Regions from separate parts of the Mus musculus genome. Here region 1 is linked to region 2. The links are chromatin contacts, called in public HiChIP or PLAC-seq maps. All regions are on one chromosome and are shown on one strand. Each heading gives the region's core, a stretch centred on a gene start, on an enhancer-like site or on the middle of the called end of the contact. The rest is flanking DNA. Distances are from core to core; before and after follow the strand shown.

Region 1 (4,221 bases), core at 1,532-4,031, 230 kb after region 2:
CCATTAAAAACCACTCATTTATTGGTCTTGTGAGCTTTAAGTAAGTTGATGTTGTGACAATCAATTGAAGATGAGGAGACGCTGCTTGCTTGTCAAGCCTAAGTCCCTATGCTCACCCAATCCCGTGGTGGAAGGAACAAACTGACTCCCACAGGTTGTCCTCTGTCACATTACCCCAAGGCCACCCAAAACGATAAATTAAAAAAAAAAAAGGCAACTTAAGCTCAGGTGGGCTCAGTACAGTCAGAGGGGCTACACAGCTACTAAGTGGAGTCTGAGTCTGAGTCTAATGTATCATTCTTGTCCTCAGAGTTATGCTTCAAGGTCTGCAAAGAATTGCTCCTTAATCTTGGGAGTTCAGGTTTAGATAGGGTCCCTTGTCCTTGATGGTACCTCCAAAGGCTCGGGCTGAGGAAACTGTCTGACCTTGTTTAGGCCCAGCTGGGCATTTCAGTAGGTGAAGAAGGAGATACACAAACAAATTCTATTTCACAGTGCGGAGCAAGTATCTAGGTTTGTGTAGCTATTAGGACAGCTTTTACATTTAGAGATAACCCAAGCGCAGATGGAAACACACACACAGATGTTCCTCGACAAATGTGCTGGACCCGAAGTTCACGAAACACATTTCTTGACTCCTGATTAATACATGTTTTAATGACCTTTAAAAAAAAAAGTCACATTTGCATGCTTCCCCTTCACCCCAGACCTTCAACTCCACAGGCTGACCGAGCAGGAGCGCATCCTTCCTTCAGTACTGGACTCAGTGTTTCTGGGATTATAAAAGTCTTCATAAAACAATGGCCTCTCTTTCTCTTCCTGCTTTTCTGGCTCTCACTCTGTAATCTACCCCAGCTCTGGTTTACACCAGTCCACCTATCAGAAATCTTTTCCTTCTTCCTCTTTGGCGGTCTAGATCGGGTTCATTCCTCAAGGTCTATTATGAACGTAATCTCTTTTGCCTTCTTTGATGACGCTCCAACCACAGATAATTTCTTCCTTGTCTAACACTGGGTATTACACCAGGTATAACCCTCATAAGACCTGACATTCTGACCTGTACAGTAGATATCTGTGGATGTGAAATGTGTGTCCCATTAAGATCTCCTACGTGGTACTGACCTTTGTATTGGAGGTAGCGTAGCACTAAACATACTTCCTTTCACCAATTAAAAAAATAAAAATCTTATTTGATGAATGCAAACTCAAGGTGTTCCATAATTTTCCATCATTGAAAATGGTCTAAGAGATCAAAAGACAAACCCAGTTTTTTTAATGGGGCATTTAATTTGAGGGGCTAGGCCAAAATAGTGGAGGGACTTCTGGTAGGTTAAGAAAGTATGCCTGGATTATGTGGAAACCCGAAGACTGCCTTGGAAGAGGCAAAACATAATTTGAAGGCACCCGTGGCATAACTTTATTTATTTGTGGCTTTAAGATGAATACAAGAAGTTCAGAGGCTTTAAAGGACATTTTATGAAAGAGCAAATTTTGAATGCATTGCAAACTAGGTTACCTAGCTCACTTCCAAACGAAATAAAAGCAAGTTAAAAAAAAATTAGCTCCTTCTCCGTAGTGAAAATAATAATGCCCAAGTAATGTCATTTTCTCCCTTCAAATTATAAGCTAATCAGCGAGGCCTGTTAACCTCATATAAACATTTCATTAAGGTACTCAGATGACACTACTGCTACATGAATAATGAATTCCCGCCCCCAGGCTTTACCTAATTTATGGCCCTTTATTTGGTGACTTTGCTTTAGAGCGCACAGGGTAAGGTGAAAGATGGGAAGAGAACCGGTTTAACTTGTATTCAAATACCTTTGCAGATTAAACAACACATCTCAACTTTTCCCCCCTCCTCTCCCCATCCGCAGCTCTCGTTTGTATCACAATCAGTGAACTGAGGAGATGACCCGAACAAAGGGGACTGGCACCTGCGCCTTCTCCATTGCAAACATTTCTTCCCACCCACGGCCCTCCACGGTCAGCGTTTGCCCGACCTTTCTAGCGCAGGCTCTTTCCCAGGTCACCTCGGGACCCCTGAGCAAGACTCTGCAGCCCGGGCTCTGACACCGATCTCTCCTCCTCCTACACGTGACCAAGCGGCGTGCGCCGCGGACAGACACCGCAACGCGGTAGACCTGGTGACAAAGGCTCGGGCGCATCCGGAGTCCCGCCGGCCTCCCGCGCTCAGCGTCGGCGGAGCCTGCGCAGGGCGGTGCCGCGCAGCGCGGGCCGCGGGAGCGGGAGCCGCAGCCGGGAGCGCGCCGCGGAGCCGAGCAGAGCCCGCCGCGCGCAGCGCCGGGCAGCGGAGGAGCCGAGGAGCGGAGCAGCGCCTGCCGCGTAGCCGAGGAGCGGAGGGGAGGCCGAGGAGAAGCCGAGCAGAGCCCGCCGCGCGCCGGGGAGCGGCTCCACGGAGCAGAGCCCACCGCCTGCCAGTCCGTTCGCCCGCGCCCTGCTGCTCCCAACGCCGCCGCCGCCCCGGAGCCCCGCAGCGACTGGGACACGGGTGAGCAGGCCGCGGCCCGTGAGCTTGGCTCCGGCAACCGGGCCCCAAGCGTCTTCCCCGCCCGTACTTACACCACGGCTCGGGAGATCATCCAGGACACCATCTTTTCGGCCGATGGGCCGCTGACCGCAGGCCGCGCGCTCCCCGCTCGCGCTCCCCGGGGCCGCGCTGGCGCCCTCGGGAGCCGGCCCGGTGTGTGCGCGCGGTGCCCGGAGCCGCCCGGAGCCCGGTCCCCCGCCCGTCCGCCCCCGCCCGCGGCCCCGCCGGCCCTGCCGGCCCCGCCCCTGCGCTCCGCTGATAGGCGGCGGCTCCGGGACCCCGCGGGCGCTGCGCTCCACCGAGCTGCGCGGTCACCTCGCTTCCCCGGGCCGGGGGACTCCGGGCGGGCGGTGAGAGCGCGTGGGAGCCGAGGCCGGGGGCGGGGGAAGCCGGGATTGTGAAGTGTCTGGCTAGGTGCGGCTCCGGTGCTCACCGAGGCTCGGCAGCCAGGGCCTACCACAGGCCTGGGTTGGCACGGCGAGGCTCGTGGTGCAATGCAGGGGCCAAGGGAGAGCGTCGGGGGTCACGTTTGGAGTGATGGGTTTGCAGGGATGGCGAGGCTGTTCTGGGCCCCTTGGGGCACCTTTTCCATCAGCGTCAGCCAACTCCTGTCTGTCTTGCCTGCCCCACAGCCTAAAACGTGGACCCAGGATTTCCGACCCGTGGTGCTGTTTACAAGTGTCCTTATTTTTTTTTTCCGTCACGCGCGCGCGCGTGTGTGTTACCTCTTAACACTGTCCAAAATTTTAAGCTGACCTTTTAAGTTACTGTAGGTGTTTTTTTTTCTTGGTCCCCTGGTGGAAGCAATAGTAAAAGTTCTCTAAGCTAGAAAGAATAATGTCTGTAATGTGGTGTTTGGAGCCTTTAATTAAAGTCCTAGAAAATATGATGGCTCATTTTGGGACGTACTGTAATTTAATCTTTTTGTTCCCCAGTTTCCCCATAATAAAAAGAGGCTAATAATACTCTTGCTTACCTCCTGCTTTTCAAGGATGATGTAAGGTATTGCTAATTAATGTGTTTAGGAAGGAGTCGGATTTGCCTGGGATGGTATCAAGGGACAGGGATAGGTTACCATGAGTGCCTTGTAGTTCATGAGGCCTATAAATTAAGAAGAATTTTGGCCATGAAAGAAAGCAGCAGGGGAGGGATGGTGGTGAGCTCTTGTGATCCCAGCACTGTGGAGGAGGTGGAGGCCTGCGGGGTTTCCTTCCACAGAACCAGGAAGAGAAGTCCTCCGCTGCTTTCTGCTCTTCCGTTCCTTTTTTTTTTTTTTTTTTTGCTTATTTACATTAAGAATGTGTGTTTTTATTTCAGGGGCTGCGGTGATTGCGTTTGTCCTGGTTTATTTAGTTTGACCATTGTTCAGCGTTACTGGGGAGATGTGCTTGCCCTCTAAGCAGCAGTTTTTCTGGCACATACCTTCCTTGTCCTTTCATGTCCTTCCATGGGCAGAGCGGTCTTGTAATGTCTTTATTTACAGCCTTTCGTTCCTCATCCTTAACATATCTTTCCCCTCCTCTCTTTCCTGAGCTAAGGTGTGTTTTCGTGCCCTTGACTGAATTGCATCTTTTTCTTGGATGCTTTATTTCCCATTCTCTACCTTTCTGACCTCTTAAATCCCCCCCCCCCAATTCCCTGCCCCCCACCCTCCCTCATAATTTATCCCT
Region 2 (4,036 bases), core at 1,199-3,698:
AGCAGTGATGTAATCTATTCTGATACTGTTTTCAATAAACTGCCATGCTGGAGTAGGATGTGTATAAATCTGCCCTTGAAATCACAGAGGTGTTGCGGGAAATATTAAAAAAGAATCCACGCTATTGCAAGCAAGGCACCAGCGGGCTGACCGGCCATGCACTGGTGGGCAATGGCCAGCCTGTTCTCATCTTGTGAAGGCTCTCAGACTCAGTGTTCTGAAATCTCTCCCTAAGTTCCCACTAGTGGGTTGCTACCATGCCAGCTCCATGCTTCAAAACTCCCACGGACTTTTGTGGTACACATCTGGCAAACCCATGCTTTGCCACATTGTACCTTTCTCTCAGGTTACCCAGTCAAGCTGCTTCGTGCAGGAAAACACCACACAAACTTAATTCAGAAACAATGGTAATTCAATCACTGGGTGCAACAACTAGAATCCTAATCTTGTAATCCATAATAAATCTAAATCTAAATCCTGGCAGATTCACCATCTAAATTGGGAGACACTAGTAGCTACATCTTGTCCTCTCGCTATCCCCTTCCAAAAGCCCCTATCTCTCTCCTGCCTACTCTCTTCCTCTATCCAACCGGGAAGTCCTGCTTACTCGCCCAGTGATTGGCTCCTTTATTCATTGGGGGATGGTTCACAGGAAGTCACCTAAGTATATGACTCCTTTCTCAGTCCAGACAACCCCTCCTGGGAAAATGGAATTAACATCAAAATACAAATAGCACCAGGACCATCCATCCACAACAGAGAGGACCATCTTTTGCCTTCTTCATTCAACCTGTGTGCCAGTCTAGGTGTGTATATGTACCTGCCTGTGTGCAGCCTGTATGCACTGATGTGGGTCTGGGTATCTTCCAGGTTGATGATAAAAGGGATACCTAACTGTGTCAAAGATGGGATACTATCCATTTTGTCCACAACTTGAACTACCTTTTCTCATTCTTTGGGACAGATGTCGTGGCAGTGAGGGAAGCCAGAGGAAATCAGTACTCACTGACACAAGCAGATCTTGCTGTTTTAAGATCCCCAATGTGAACAGAGAAGGCAAGTAGTCCCTCAGGTGGGAAAAAAAAAAGTTGTCCCTTTCTGAGACTTCGCTGCTGTTCTTCCCCAACCTCTCTGCCTCTCCCTTCCTTTCTTGATTCGATCTTGGTTTTAGAGACAAGATCTCATGTAGCCCAGGCTGACTTCAAACTGGCTATAAAACCAAGGATGACCTTGGACTCCCAACTGTGTTGTTTTTACCCCTCTGGAATTATGGGCATGTGCCAATGCCTCCATGTCTGGTTTTATGCAGATACTGAGGATGAAGCACATGATTGTAAGGTACTGAGCAAACACTCTAACCTACTGAGCTGACCACACTTGACACCTCTGTGGTGGAGAATTCCCCTTCCTATCATAATTGGTCTCTGTTCTACAGACTATCTTTTAAATAACTTTATATATATATATATGTGTGTGTGTGTGTGTGTGTATATATATATATATGTATATGTATATGTATATATATATATATATATACATATATATGTATATGTGTGTGTGTGTTTTGCCTGTATGTATGTCTGTGTGAAGGTTTCAGATCCTCTAGAACAGGACTTATAGACACTTGTGAGCTGCTAGAAATTGAACCAGGGTCCTCTGGAAGAGCACGCAGTACTCCTAATCTCTGATCCATCTCCCCAGCCCCATCTACAGATTGTCTGTCCTTAAGACACATTGTCATTTTTCTATGCAGCCAATTTCCCTAGAAGAATCTGAGGAGAGAATCCAGCACCTGACTGTGATCAGCTCCAGAGACAGAGAAAGTTTTCTTCTCCTCTGTGGCCATGTTCCTGGTTCCAAAGGCAAGGTAAGGATGTAGATCTCCTAGGAAGGCATACTGAGCAGTTGCTAAACCTTTGCTTTAAAAGCTTTAAGTCTTTGCATTAAAGTCTTAGCAACAAGGACGTTGTCTTTGTTAAGGTTTCATTGCTGTGAACAGACATGACCAGGGAAATTCTTATAAGGGACAACATTTAACTGGGGCTGGTTTACACTTCCAGAGGTTTAGTCCATTGTCATCATGGCAGGATGCATGGCAGTGTCCAGGTAGGCATGGTACCGGAGGAGCCGAGATTTCTACTTCTTCATCCACAGACAGCAGAAGGCACCTGTCTTCCTCAGGCAGCTAGGAGTAGACTCTGATTCCACACTGGGCAGAGCTTAGGCATAGGCTCACCTCAAAGCCCACAGTGAAACACTTCCTCCAAAAAGGCCACACTTACTCAAACAAAGCCATACCTCCTAATAGTATCATTCCCTGTGGGCCAAGCATTCAAACACACGAGTCTGTGGAGGCCAAACCTACTCAAACCACCACAGACACTTCAAGAAAAGAAGGATGATTTACCAAAGGACATGTAGATATGAGAGTGGTTTTTAGAAACCAAAGAACCCAATGACTAAACCAAAACAGTAGGAAAACATTAGCCATACCCAGGACCTGAGAGCTGACTCTACCACGGAAAGGGCACCAAACCCAAGCCATTTCCAGAGTGGCAGATTAAAAACAGAACATGCCCCCCCCCCCCCCCCCGCCTCTTCTGGCCAGACTCACGTGGAGGAGAGCCAGCAGTTAAGACAGTATTAGAAATGTCAGCCTCTGGCACAGCCCTGGGCTGGACAGAACAGTGGGTGGTAAGGGAGGCCAAAACCAGTACCACAAACCTGGAACCACCAACCCCGCTGAGGGATGCTGTCCTGATTCCCCAAGCCAGTCCTTGTCCATGTCAGAGACAGAATCCTCCCCATGCTTGGGGGCTACTCACTCTACTAGCTCTGACATTTGAACAAAACTGCTGGTTTCCCATGTCCACTGGGAATTACTTGTGCTTCAACAAATTCATTTTATCTGTGAAACCAGAAAAGATGGACTTTTTTTCTTCATCTCTATTTTTTCCCATTTTTGAAATTTACCTACTCTAGAGAAAGAAACTCTTCCAGAATCGTTTGCATAGGAGAATATTTGCTTAAGAACATGAATTTTTTTTAGGGTGACATCAAAGTTGTATCAAGTTCTCAGATGTTTTCAGCTCAGTACCACAAACATTTATTGAGCAATGAGTTGATTGCAAGGCATTGTGGGAAGTTCAAAGACAAGTTACAGATGGTGTCCAACCCTCCCCCCAGGGATGGTAACACATCTGTCCAAAGACAGACTATGACATATGTTCTCATAAAGATTACTTGGTAGGCTAAGATAGCCTTGAGGGACTTACTAGAATCTGAAGATGAACAGAACTTTGATCAATGGGAATTTAGAGGGACAAAGAAGGTTACTTCATGCAGTGGTCTAAATGTTTCCCCTTCAAAACTTAAATTGCTGTTTAATTAGCACTAAGACAGTTTTAGAAAGGTGTGGTGGCTAGTTTTAGGTCAACTTGACACAAGCTAGATTCCCTGGAGAAGAGGAAGACTCAACTGAGAAAATGCCTCCATAAGATTGAACTGTGGGGAAGCCTGTAGGGTATTTTCTTAATTAGTTATTGATGTTAGCGGGCCCATTGTGAGTGGACCCATCCCTGGGCAGATGGTACTGAGTTCAAAGAAAGCAGGATGAGTATGCCAGTAAGCAGCACTCTTCCACAGCCTCTGCATCAGCTATACAAATTGACTAACACTTCAAACACAGGAGGTATCACTTTGGTAAACTGCTTTCTCAGATCAAGAGTTTGTAAACTCAGTGACTTTAGCAGTACATTCAGATGCAAAAGTTAGTTAATTTATTAATTAAAAGATGGTGAATACAAGCTTTCTAGAGAGCATTAGCATTCTGTTCTGCTCAATCCCACAATTTAGTGAGAAACAGGAGCCAAAGGCATAGTGGGAATTGTGGGAGCATTCTGTCACCAATTCCAGAGTTATTTCAGACCACAGGGATTAAATTATTTGACCTATGACCCCACACATCAATCTTTAACAGAATGTCTGACAGAATCACCTACAGGCCAATCTAATGGAGACATTTTCTCAATTGGCA

Evidence for each region. HiChIP or PLAC-seq counts read pairs in DNA pulled down with a chosen protein or histone mark.
Region 1: a contact with region 2 is called in a BATF HiChIP or PLAC-seq map of CD8 T cells, with 5 read pairs. The contact joins the promoter of Reep3 here to the enhancer-like site in region 2. A contact is called at or near these places in 3 of 39 promoter capture datasets (the C10 cell line, the SN4741 cell line and neural stem cells), 1 of 15 datasets of contacts at CTCF or cohesin (the NIH/3T3 cell line), 6 of 484 Hi-C or Micro-C datasets (the C2C12 cell line, bone marrow-derived macrophages, memory CD8 T cells and 2 more), 14 of 115 datasets of contacts at active chromatin or transcription factors (the 230-238 cell line, CD8 T cells, bone marrow-derived macrophages and 8 more) and 3 of 9 other capture datasets (adipose tissue, embryonic stem cells and liver).

What each region holds. Positions count from the first base shown.
Region 1 is chr10:67,094,207-67,098,427 of GRCm38.p6, forward strand. It overlaps Reep3 (receptor accessory protein 3), which reads right to left and starts at 2,782. Exons shown (of 8, transcript NM_178606.5): 1 at 2,584-2,782. The coding sequence starts at 2,615. It also overlaps a transcript of Jmjd1c not described here.
Region 2 is chr10:66,868,738-66,872,773 of GRCm38.p6, forward strand. No RefSeq gene overlaps it. Among named protein-coding and RNA genes, the nearest start is that of Gm31416, 36 kb to the left of the region's middle. Within about 2 kb of position 2,449, at least 12 of the 459 cell types and tissues checked have an H3K27ac peak or open chromatin away from gene starts, as enhancers often do. A contact at or near this core is called in CD8 T cells, the SN4741 cell line and memory CD8 T cells, where this site is marked.